Regions from separate parts of the Zea mays genome. Here all the other regions are linked to region 2. A link is a contact called in public Hi-C data. All regions are on one chromosome and are shown on one strand. The core of a region is the stretch at or near the end of the contact, and the rest is flanking DNA. Distances in the headings are between cores, read along the strand shown.

Region 1 (2,741 bases), core at 117-2,616, 380 kb after region 2:
ACCTCATCATCAAATCGTCAAAATTCAGCATTTTATTTTGTTCCTTTTCCCAAATTATGCATCTTTTTTTTTGCATCCAGAAGCATGTTAACAGAAGCTAGCATAAAGCATTCTGAACTTCCAGAATATGGCCATTCTACAGAGGTTTTAGTATTTCATACCCTCAAGAGATGAAATTACACTTTCTGAAACTTCATCTAAGCACAGGCCTTTTCAGACTTTATTAGCAATGAGAGCTGACATTTTGTAGCATTAACAAATGGTATTCCTATCAAACACAATATAACATTGGAACATAGAGCTAAGGAAACAAATATTTATTGTTGAATCAGATAGTGTTATCACTGAGTGCTGGCTGCCTCCAGCAGGTCCCCTATCCCATCTGTCATCTATAGTGCCGCGTCCCCTATTTTACACAATCCACCAAAGACAGCCTAATCCATAAAAATAATAGCAGAAACAGATAGATCATTCTTTGCGAACCTGAGGGAAGTACATGTTGCTGTGCCCTGTCTCCTTGAATTTGACATTCAAATAATCCTACAACAAATCGGCAACAAAAATATTGAGGTATTGATGAAGTGCAACACTGAAAAGTATCACATAACAAGAGGAGCATTCAGATGTAAAGCCAAACAGTATGTCAAATTTGTCACGTTATGCATAACGATGCTCCCATTGACCATAATCCACGGCTGCACTACATGATTGGAAGAATATCGTTTCGTTTCATACAGAAAGGTACAGGCATCACACCAGATCAACAAAAAAACACGCTAAACACCGTTTGGGGATCATTCTGCCACACGATGCATACACTCTACGCAACTACGACATTCTTCAACATACCAATCTGCACAAATGGGACAACGCCAGGAGCCGAGCTACACGGTGCTTCGAAATCTACGACTACGCAGGCAGAGGCACCTGTAACCACTTTTACTTCATATTTGCACTGCACCAGCAATGTTGAACGCAGGATGACGCACGGCACGGGGGGAAGGAGGAGCGAACGACCACTGACCTGGATGGCCTCCCAGATGGCGTATCCGTAGGGGCGAATGACCATGGTCCCTCGCACGGGCCCGTAGTCCGCGAGCTCGGCAGCGGCGATGACGTCCGTGTACCAGGCGTTGAAGTCCGCGGACCGCGGCGTGACCTGCCCCTCCCTGTCCCCGCCGCGGGTCTCCGCGGCCGCCGGCGCCGCCGCGCCCGCGGTCGCCGAGGCTTGACCCCTGGATGCGGCGGATGCCGCGAGCCTCGCCGCCGGCAGCCGGCGCCGGAGCAGGGGCTTGGACGGGGACAGCAGCGAGGGGAGGCGCAGCAGCGACGCCATTGTGGCCTGTGGGGATTGCCCGCCTGGATTGGGGGGTTCTGTGCCTCCAAACGCTAGTGCTATAGCCATCTAGCCTTAGTGGGCTACGTTGGGCTGAGCTGTTCCTTCCATTAACTAGACTATCACCAGGGAAACGGCCCTTCTCATTACAAGGCCCCAGCCGCCACCGCTTCTTGTCGTGGCCCGAAGACTGGGTGTCTTTGTTGGGTGTATATGGGCTGTCGTGGCCCATGGATACAGGGAATGGCTGTTATATGTCTGATTTTAGTTCAAGCCTCAGCTTATGCGAAATGAATTAAATAGGAAATGGATTGAAATTCGTTTCTCTCGAGTCTGATTAGTGCCAGAGTTTTCAATATGATATTAGATTTTTTTTTCCCCAAATGCAAGCTTGACTGACTTTTTTATCCGATCTAGAAAGTCATCTAGCCTCTAAATGTCGATTGACCCTTGGAAGAACTCAGAATCATATAAACAGTTAATCATGACCCTCAATCAAGTCTTATGGAGTTTCAGAATTTTTTTTAGAAACTACAATACAGAGGTTTTAAATTTTGCGTATAAAATTATACAAGTCAGAGATAAAGTCGTACTTGCTCGTACTGAACTAAGTCGTTGGCCTTGTGGGCCGAATCTTTGGCTTTGGTGGTCGAGTCCATCTGGTGGGTCAAATCTTCGTTGGTGATCCTCTTCTAGTCTAATATTTTTGAAGATGGCTAGGCTCTACTTCAGATCGGCAATTTGCTCCTTCATCTTGGCCTGCATAATAACCACCTTGGGGCCACATACCGATGGCCTAGCTTAAAGGCTACGGACAAGGCAAAATAGTCAGAGACATAAATGTCTAAGATTTCATGTCCAAAACTCAGGCGTGTTTGAATCCTTCAATTGGCCAGCGGCTAAGGCTATGTTTGTATCCTTCTAACTAATTATTTGTCCGTGACTAGTGACTAATAATTAGCTAGTAACAATTATTTAGGGTATATTTTGAAGTCTTGACTAATAGATGTTCTTTTCTCTTTATACGATCTATTAACACCTATTAGCAAGGGTAAATGACTAATGGGCAAATAATTTGCTTCGGCTAACAATTAGCCAATTTATTAACCAGTTTATGTTGGAGACTAAAATGTTAAAAATAGACGGCAAACTATTTGCCACACGGATCCAAACAGTCCCTAATAACTAGCCGGCAAATAATTAGTTAGCAACAATTAGCCATGATATGTTTGGAGTCTTGATTAATAGATGTCTTTTTCTCTTGTCATGATCTATTAACACCTATTAGCAAGATCAAATAGTTAATAAACAAATACTTTATTAGTCCTCCAGCTAACAACTGGCCAACTTTATTAGCCCAAGGAGCTAAAATTAGCTGGCACCAGATGGATCCGAACAGACCCTC
Region 2 (2,825 bases), core at 19-2,518:
CTTCCATGCGATCATAACGGCATTGCTCCTGCAATCTTGCACAGGCAGGTAAATAGGCAGCACCAATTATTGGTGCTGAATTAGGTGCTATGTGCTATTGAGCAGTGGATCAAAAATAGTGGTAAGTATCGATGCACACCAGACTGTTTTAGGTTAGAACCCCACAAGATCGCAACTATATATACAAACACAGATATCATATTTCTCGTCAATCGTCATAAACAAACAAACAGATCTCATCAAATAGGCATCATACAAAACAATAAAGTTTATACACATACAAGCATTGCACCAATTCAGGGAAAAAACAACCCTAAACACCAGCAAACTAACAACCATGAATTCAATAATGTAGCACTCAGAACTTACAGGTAAGGAACTACTGAGGCGGGTTTTGTCCAGGCTGCTGCGGGCCAGGTGGCGGAGGTGGCATCCCTGGCCTCGGCTGTCCGAATGGTGGCGGAGGCATTCCAGGCCTCATTCCAGGAGGTGGTGGCCCCGGCATCCCGGGCCTCACTTGTGGCGGCCCCATCGGCGGTGGTCCCCTCATGAACTGTTGTGGCGGTGCCCCAGGGAACGGAGCAGGCGGCGCTCCAGGCGGGCGGAACGGCATCTGCATCTGCGGCGGCATTCCAGGACGCATTGGGGGAGGCATCCCCTGCGGCGGGCGCACGACCTGCGGATACGACACCGGCTGGGCCGACAGGTTGGGCATCGGCGGCCGCGAGATCTGGGGCTGCATCATGCCGGGGGCGGGTCCACCAACCCCACGTACAGGACCAGCGAGCCCAGGAGCTGCCTGGAGCAGCGGGCCGGTGGGCACACCGCGCCCAGCGGCGCGGCCGATGCCAGGGCCGGCGAGGGCTCCGCCCGCCGCCGCGGCCTTGGCGCGGGACTCGTCGGGCGGTGGTGGGCCCTCGACGGTCATGGATACTACCTCCTCGCCGCGGAGGAGGAGGAGGCCGAGCGTGCGGCGCTCCTCGCGTTCACCGGTAGTCTTGGAGGACTTGGAGGGCGGGAGGCGGCGAAACTCCTCGCAATCGCCGAGGACGAGGTTCATGTGGCGGTCGAACGCCATGAACTTGCCCACAAGTTGGCGCCCGTCCTGGATCGTCACCCGCATGCGGTAGTTGATGAACTGGAGCATCTTGGAGCCCTTCGGGTTCGACATGGCGTCGCCGGGAAGGGTGGCCGCGGGGCGACTAGGGTTAGGGTTTCGGCGAAGATGAATGGGGGACGAGGCGGCGGCGGCGGGGCCTTGTGAATTTGAGAGAGGGTTTTCGATGGGGTTTGTCCGTTTGGAAGTAGGCGCCGAAGGACGGAAGGAGCGGGGCGTTGTCTTGTGGGCCTTTTGCAATGTCGGTTTTTGCTATGGGTCCGTGGGGAGAAGAATTGAAAGACGTGGGTGCTTGTATAGATGCGTAAACGGACGATCCAGCTCGATCCGGCACGGACCCGATAAAACATGGCCCGTTATACCTGACGGACTAATTGGGCCATGTCGGCGGCCCGCGTGACATGGGCGCAGCGTATACGGCAGTACGGCACGTCGGCCTGCTAGTTGTGCTGGGCCGGCCTGTTAACTTATGGAGCCTATTTAATTAAATCGGAACACATGACAAACCAGTAGAACCAAGGTCTGTTTGTGTCATATGGTGAATAGACATTATAAATATACTTGTACAATTATTTTTAAAAATTAAAAAATGTGTCGTGCTGGGTCGGCATTGTGTGACGAGGAGGCGGCTCAAGCACGGTCCAGCTCTCGTACCGCACTATGCCGAGGCACTAATAAATAGGTCGTGACTTAGGCCAACTCATCGGGCACGACTCATTTAACCATCTATAAGTGCTTGGCTTGGCCTACTAGAATTCGATACACATTAGTTATTACGCATAATATACATACCCTTCTTGAGAGCAACTCTCAATAGACTTTCTAATGTATAAAAAATATAGATATAGTGAAAACATACCCTTGAACAACCTCTTTAGTTTGACTTTCATGTATAAACATCTTTTATTTCAAATTTCTCATAAGTCAAAGATGTGGAGAGAGAATAACTCTCCAGAGTATGCATAATATATAGAAAATCTGATAAAGGATAAAAAATGTAGAAATAGAGTTTTAATCAAGTAGATATATATTTGTGTGTTGCATCGAAGCCACGGTTTTTTTACTAAGGACATGTCTGAAAGCACCCAATTTTTAAGAAATTGATTTATAGAAACCGAGGTGGTTATAAACATATCGGTTTATGCCTCAGTTTATAGAAAGTGAATTTTTAGTTTCTTAAAAACCAAAAAAACGGGTCTCCCCTAGCTAAAATAATATTTTATTCGTTCAATTATTTATACATTGATTTTTTAGGTTTTTCAAGTGATTAGATCTGAGCATGGGCCACCAAATCCAAACCGCTCGAAAAATACCCGACCCGACTAATGTGATGGGGTGGACACGGGCCATAGTTTTTAGCTTGCAGCAATTCACGATATGAGTAAGAGCCATGTTTTGGACCCCTAATCCAATTCAACCTAAAAAACCTGATCCAAACCACAAAAAATACCTGATCCGATGTTAAAATTTAAAGTGTGAGTTTCGTCATACGTTTCTCCTCCCACGGGAAATAACTTAAAAATAGGATATGGAGGGATTTAAACTCTGCTCGCTTAGAACAAAGCGTCCGGCTTCTACCAGTGCAGTTTATGTATGTACGGGTATCTGACTAGTATGTATGTATTCTAAGAGATTCCATGGGTAATTGGTATATGCAATTAGCAACCCTAGATTGGTAGCAGGGCCGTGCCGAAGGGGTGCAATCTAT
Region 3 (3,161 bases), core at 480-2,979, 330 kb after region 2:
AAATTCCCAGAACTAAGTTTGTACACAATATCACACAGTGTTTAGGTCTTTAGTTAGGAACTTTAGATGTTTAGTTGTCTATGGAACTTTGAGATGTTGAGTTGTTATGCAACTTGATGTGTATAAATCTGTGTATGATGGAACTTGATATATATGTGGATGAATCTGTGTATGGAACCTGCTATAGAACTTGTTTGAATCTGTGTATGGAATCTTTGTATGATGAATATGTGTGTTTGAATCTGTGTTTGAATCTGTTATTAATTCTGTTATTAATTCTGTTTCTGGAATACAGGCGGCTTATAATTAAAACCGCCTGTGATGTGTGTCTATCACAGACGGTTCTTTTAAACCGGACCGCCTGTGATGTGTGTCTATCACAGGCGGTTCTTTTAAACCGGACCGCCTGTGATGTGTGTCTATCACAGGCGGTTTTTGATTGACCGCCTGTGATGTTGTTTTACATCACAGGCGGTGCACCACAAGCGGTTCCTGGAACCACCTGTGTAGAGGCTAACCGGACCGCCTGTACAGAGGATCCCTGTAGTAGTGGGGACTCAACAATGGAATAGCACACGGATTGCTTGAAGAAAATTGGGAGTAGTCAATAGTCACAGGGCATGTTTGGTTTCTTTAGTTAAGAGACTAAAGTTTAGTTAAAGAACTAAAGTTTAGGTTCCGTATGGTTCCATTAGTCTTTGGACTGAAGTTTAGTACAAAGACTAAACTTTAATCTCTAACTTGTTTGGTTATAGGGACTAAACATATTCTAAATATACTAAATGTAACACATAAAGACCGAAATAACATTTTTCTTGTTTCAGGCTGGTTTTCTAGGTAAGGGCAATTGAAATAAATGTTGTCCTTTAGTCCCTTTTAGCACCCATGTGAGGGACTCAGACTAAACTCAATTAGTCCCTATTTTAGTCCTTCCATTTGGCAAAATAGGAACTAAACGAGACTAAAAACCATAGATTAAAAAATAGTCCCTCTAACCAAACGCGGCCTTAGTCCCTACCATGTTTGTTTCTAGAGACTAAAGTATTCAGAACACATTAAATGAATCATAAGAGGACCAAAATATCCCTTAACATTCTCCTACTATTAGTGCAACTGAAATAAAGGAGGAACAAAAATGGAATTAATATGATTTAGTCCCTTTGATTAGTGATTACAACAGTTTAATCCTTATTTTAGTCCCACTGTTTGGCAATTTAGGGACTCAATGGGGAAAATATCCTATGCAATCACTCATACTGGTGCAAGTGTGCAATTAAACGATCTGATGCATCCAATCTAGATCTAATGATGATTGTTATTTTGCATTATCCCCTTCCATTTGAAACCTAGTGCCTGCTTTACATTTAATCACTTCCATATGAAACCAATGGATATAATTTGATGCTTTGGATAGTTTGATTGCAGATTTACAACAAATAAATGATTGGATAGGATATATCGTCGATTAAATGAGACTAAAATATATGGACTAATTTTTAGTCACTCAAACTAAACCGGCATAGTGTGCGGTTGCGTGATCTGTGCAGCGTAGATGGCCGAATCTAGCATGAGCAGCGAGGAAGGATCAAACCGCACGGCCCGGCCCGTACGGATTTCTGGGCCAGGAAAGCACCATGTGCTGGGCCAGGAAGGAACACGGACGCCAGTGTTCTTTCGTAGAGGAGTGAAGAGGCCTATCTATAACTCGACGCGCTAGGGTTTTCCATCACCGCCGCCGCCGACGCATCCAAACCCAAATCAAGCCACCACCCTCTCCTCCTCCTCAGCGGCGAGCACCACCAGCAACAGCGAGACACGATGAGGCCGATCTTGATGAAGGGCCACGAGCGCCCGCTCACGTTCCTGCGCTACAACCGCGACGGGGACCTCCTCTTCTCCTGCGCCAAGGACCACACCCCCACGGTCTGGTACGCCGACAACGGCGACCGCCTCGGCACCTACCGCGGCCACAACGGCGCTGTCTGGACCTGCGACGTCTCCCGCGACTCGGCGCGCCTCATCACCGGATCCGCCGACCAGACCGCCAAGCTCTGGGATGTCAGCACGGGGAAGGAGCTCTTCAGCTTCCGCTTCGACGCGCCCGCCAGGTCCGTCGAGTTCGCCATCGGGGACGCGCTCGCCGTCGTCACCACCGACAACTTCATGGACCACGTCCCCACCGTCCAGGTCAAGCGCATCGCCGAGGACATCGACGACCGTCAGTGCTTTTTCCTTCTCAACAACGCTTTCGTTCATGCCTCCTCCGCTGTTTCGTTTGAATGGCAAGCCAGCATCCTTGACCTTGAGATCCTGTGTACATGCAGAGACGGAGGAGTCTGCACTCGTCATCACCGGCATCAAGGGAAGGATCAACAGGGCCGTTTGGGGGCCGCTCAACAGGACCATCATCACTGCCGGAGAGGATGCCACCGTTCGCATTTGGGATTCAGAGGTTAGGATGCTGGCTGCAGATAGGACTGGTGTCCACTATAATTTGGTTATCTAGCCCTAAGAATGCCCCATCAGTTGCTTGTTGTTACGGGGCTATGGGCAGTGGTGATGCATTTTGTGTTCATACTATAACACATCATTTCTGACTACTACTAGTTTTACTCTAGTCTATCCAACAAGGCATGATAATTTATTTAATGCAACATTTTTACCCACAAGGAGGGAATACGTAAATCAAAAGGGACGTGGGATTCAAAATAAAACCTGCTGTGCTTTTATATATCCATGGTTCCATGCCGATCTTTCTGTCTTTTCCTGTGCTGTTAAAAAAGTTAAATTGTTTTTCCATAACAATGGAGAGTTGTTTCACATCACTCATGGGATGCTCTTTGATTTGTGTGCAGACTGGACAACTTCTGAAAGAGTCTGACAAGGAATCCGGACATCAGAAGACCATTTCATCATTGTCAAAATCCCTAGATTGGTCACATTTTATTACTGGCTCCTTGGATAAATCTGCCAAGGTTAGAATTTGTTCAAGTTGACTGTCGTAAAGATACTTATGGTTTCCCTGACATTCAATTTTCGATGCATAGCTATGGGATACAAGAACGCTGACCCTGATCAAGACATATGTCACAGAGAGACCTGTTAATGCTGTTGACATCTCTCCCACTCATGATACTGTATGTTCCTCTTCACAATCTTGT

Evidence for each region. A called contact is a pair of places that touch in the nucleus more often than the background predicts.
Region 1: a contact with region 2 is called in a Hi-C map of tassel, with 4 times the contacts expected there. The contact joins the promoter of LOC100283555 here to the promoter of LOC100282140 in region 2. A contact is called at or near these places in 2 of 25 Hi-C or Micro-C datasets (ear and tassel).
Region 3: a Hi-C map of tassel shows a contact between it and region 2, with 2.5 times the contacts expected there. The contact joins the promoter of LOC100281110 here to the promoter of LOC100282140 in region 2. A contact is called at or near these places in 2 of 25 Hi-C or Micro-C datasets (ear and tassel).

What each region holds. Positions count from the first base shown.
Region 1 is chr7:7,745,030-7,747,770 of Zm-B73-REFERENCE-NAM-5.0, reverse strand. It overlaps LOC100283555 (prolyl-tRNA synthetase), which reads right to left and starts at 1,366. Exons shown (of 11, transcript NM_001156455.2): 1 at 1,025-1,366; 2 at 484-540. The coding sequence starts at 1,336.
Region 2 is chr7:8,127,923-8,130,747 of Zm-B73-REFERENCE-NAM-5.0, reverse strand. It overlaps LOC100282140 (small nuclear ribonucleoprotein-associated protein B), which reads right to left and starts at 1,268. Exons shown (of 2, transcript NM_001155052.2): 1 at 370-1,268. The coding sequence starts at 1,171. The coding sequence ends at 380.
Region 3 is chr7:7,801,791-7,804,951 of Zm-B73-REFERENCE-NAM-5.0, reverse strand. LOC100281110 (eukaryotic translation initiation factor 3 subunit 2) reads left to right here and starts at 1,729. Exons shown (of 8, transcript NM_001154029.2): 1 at 1,729-2,218; 2 at 2,325-2,452; 3 at 2,856-2,975; 4 at 3,048-3,137. The coding sequence starts at 1,819.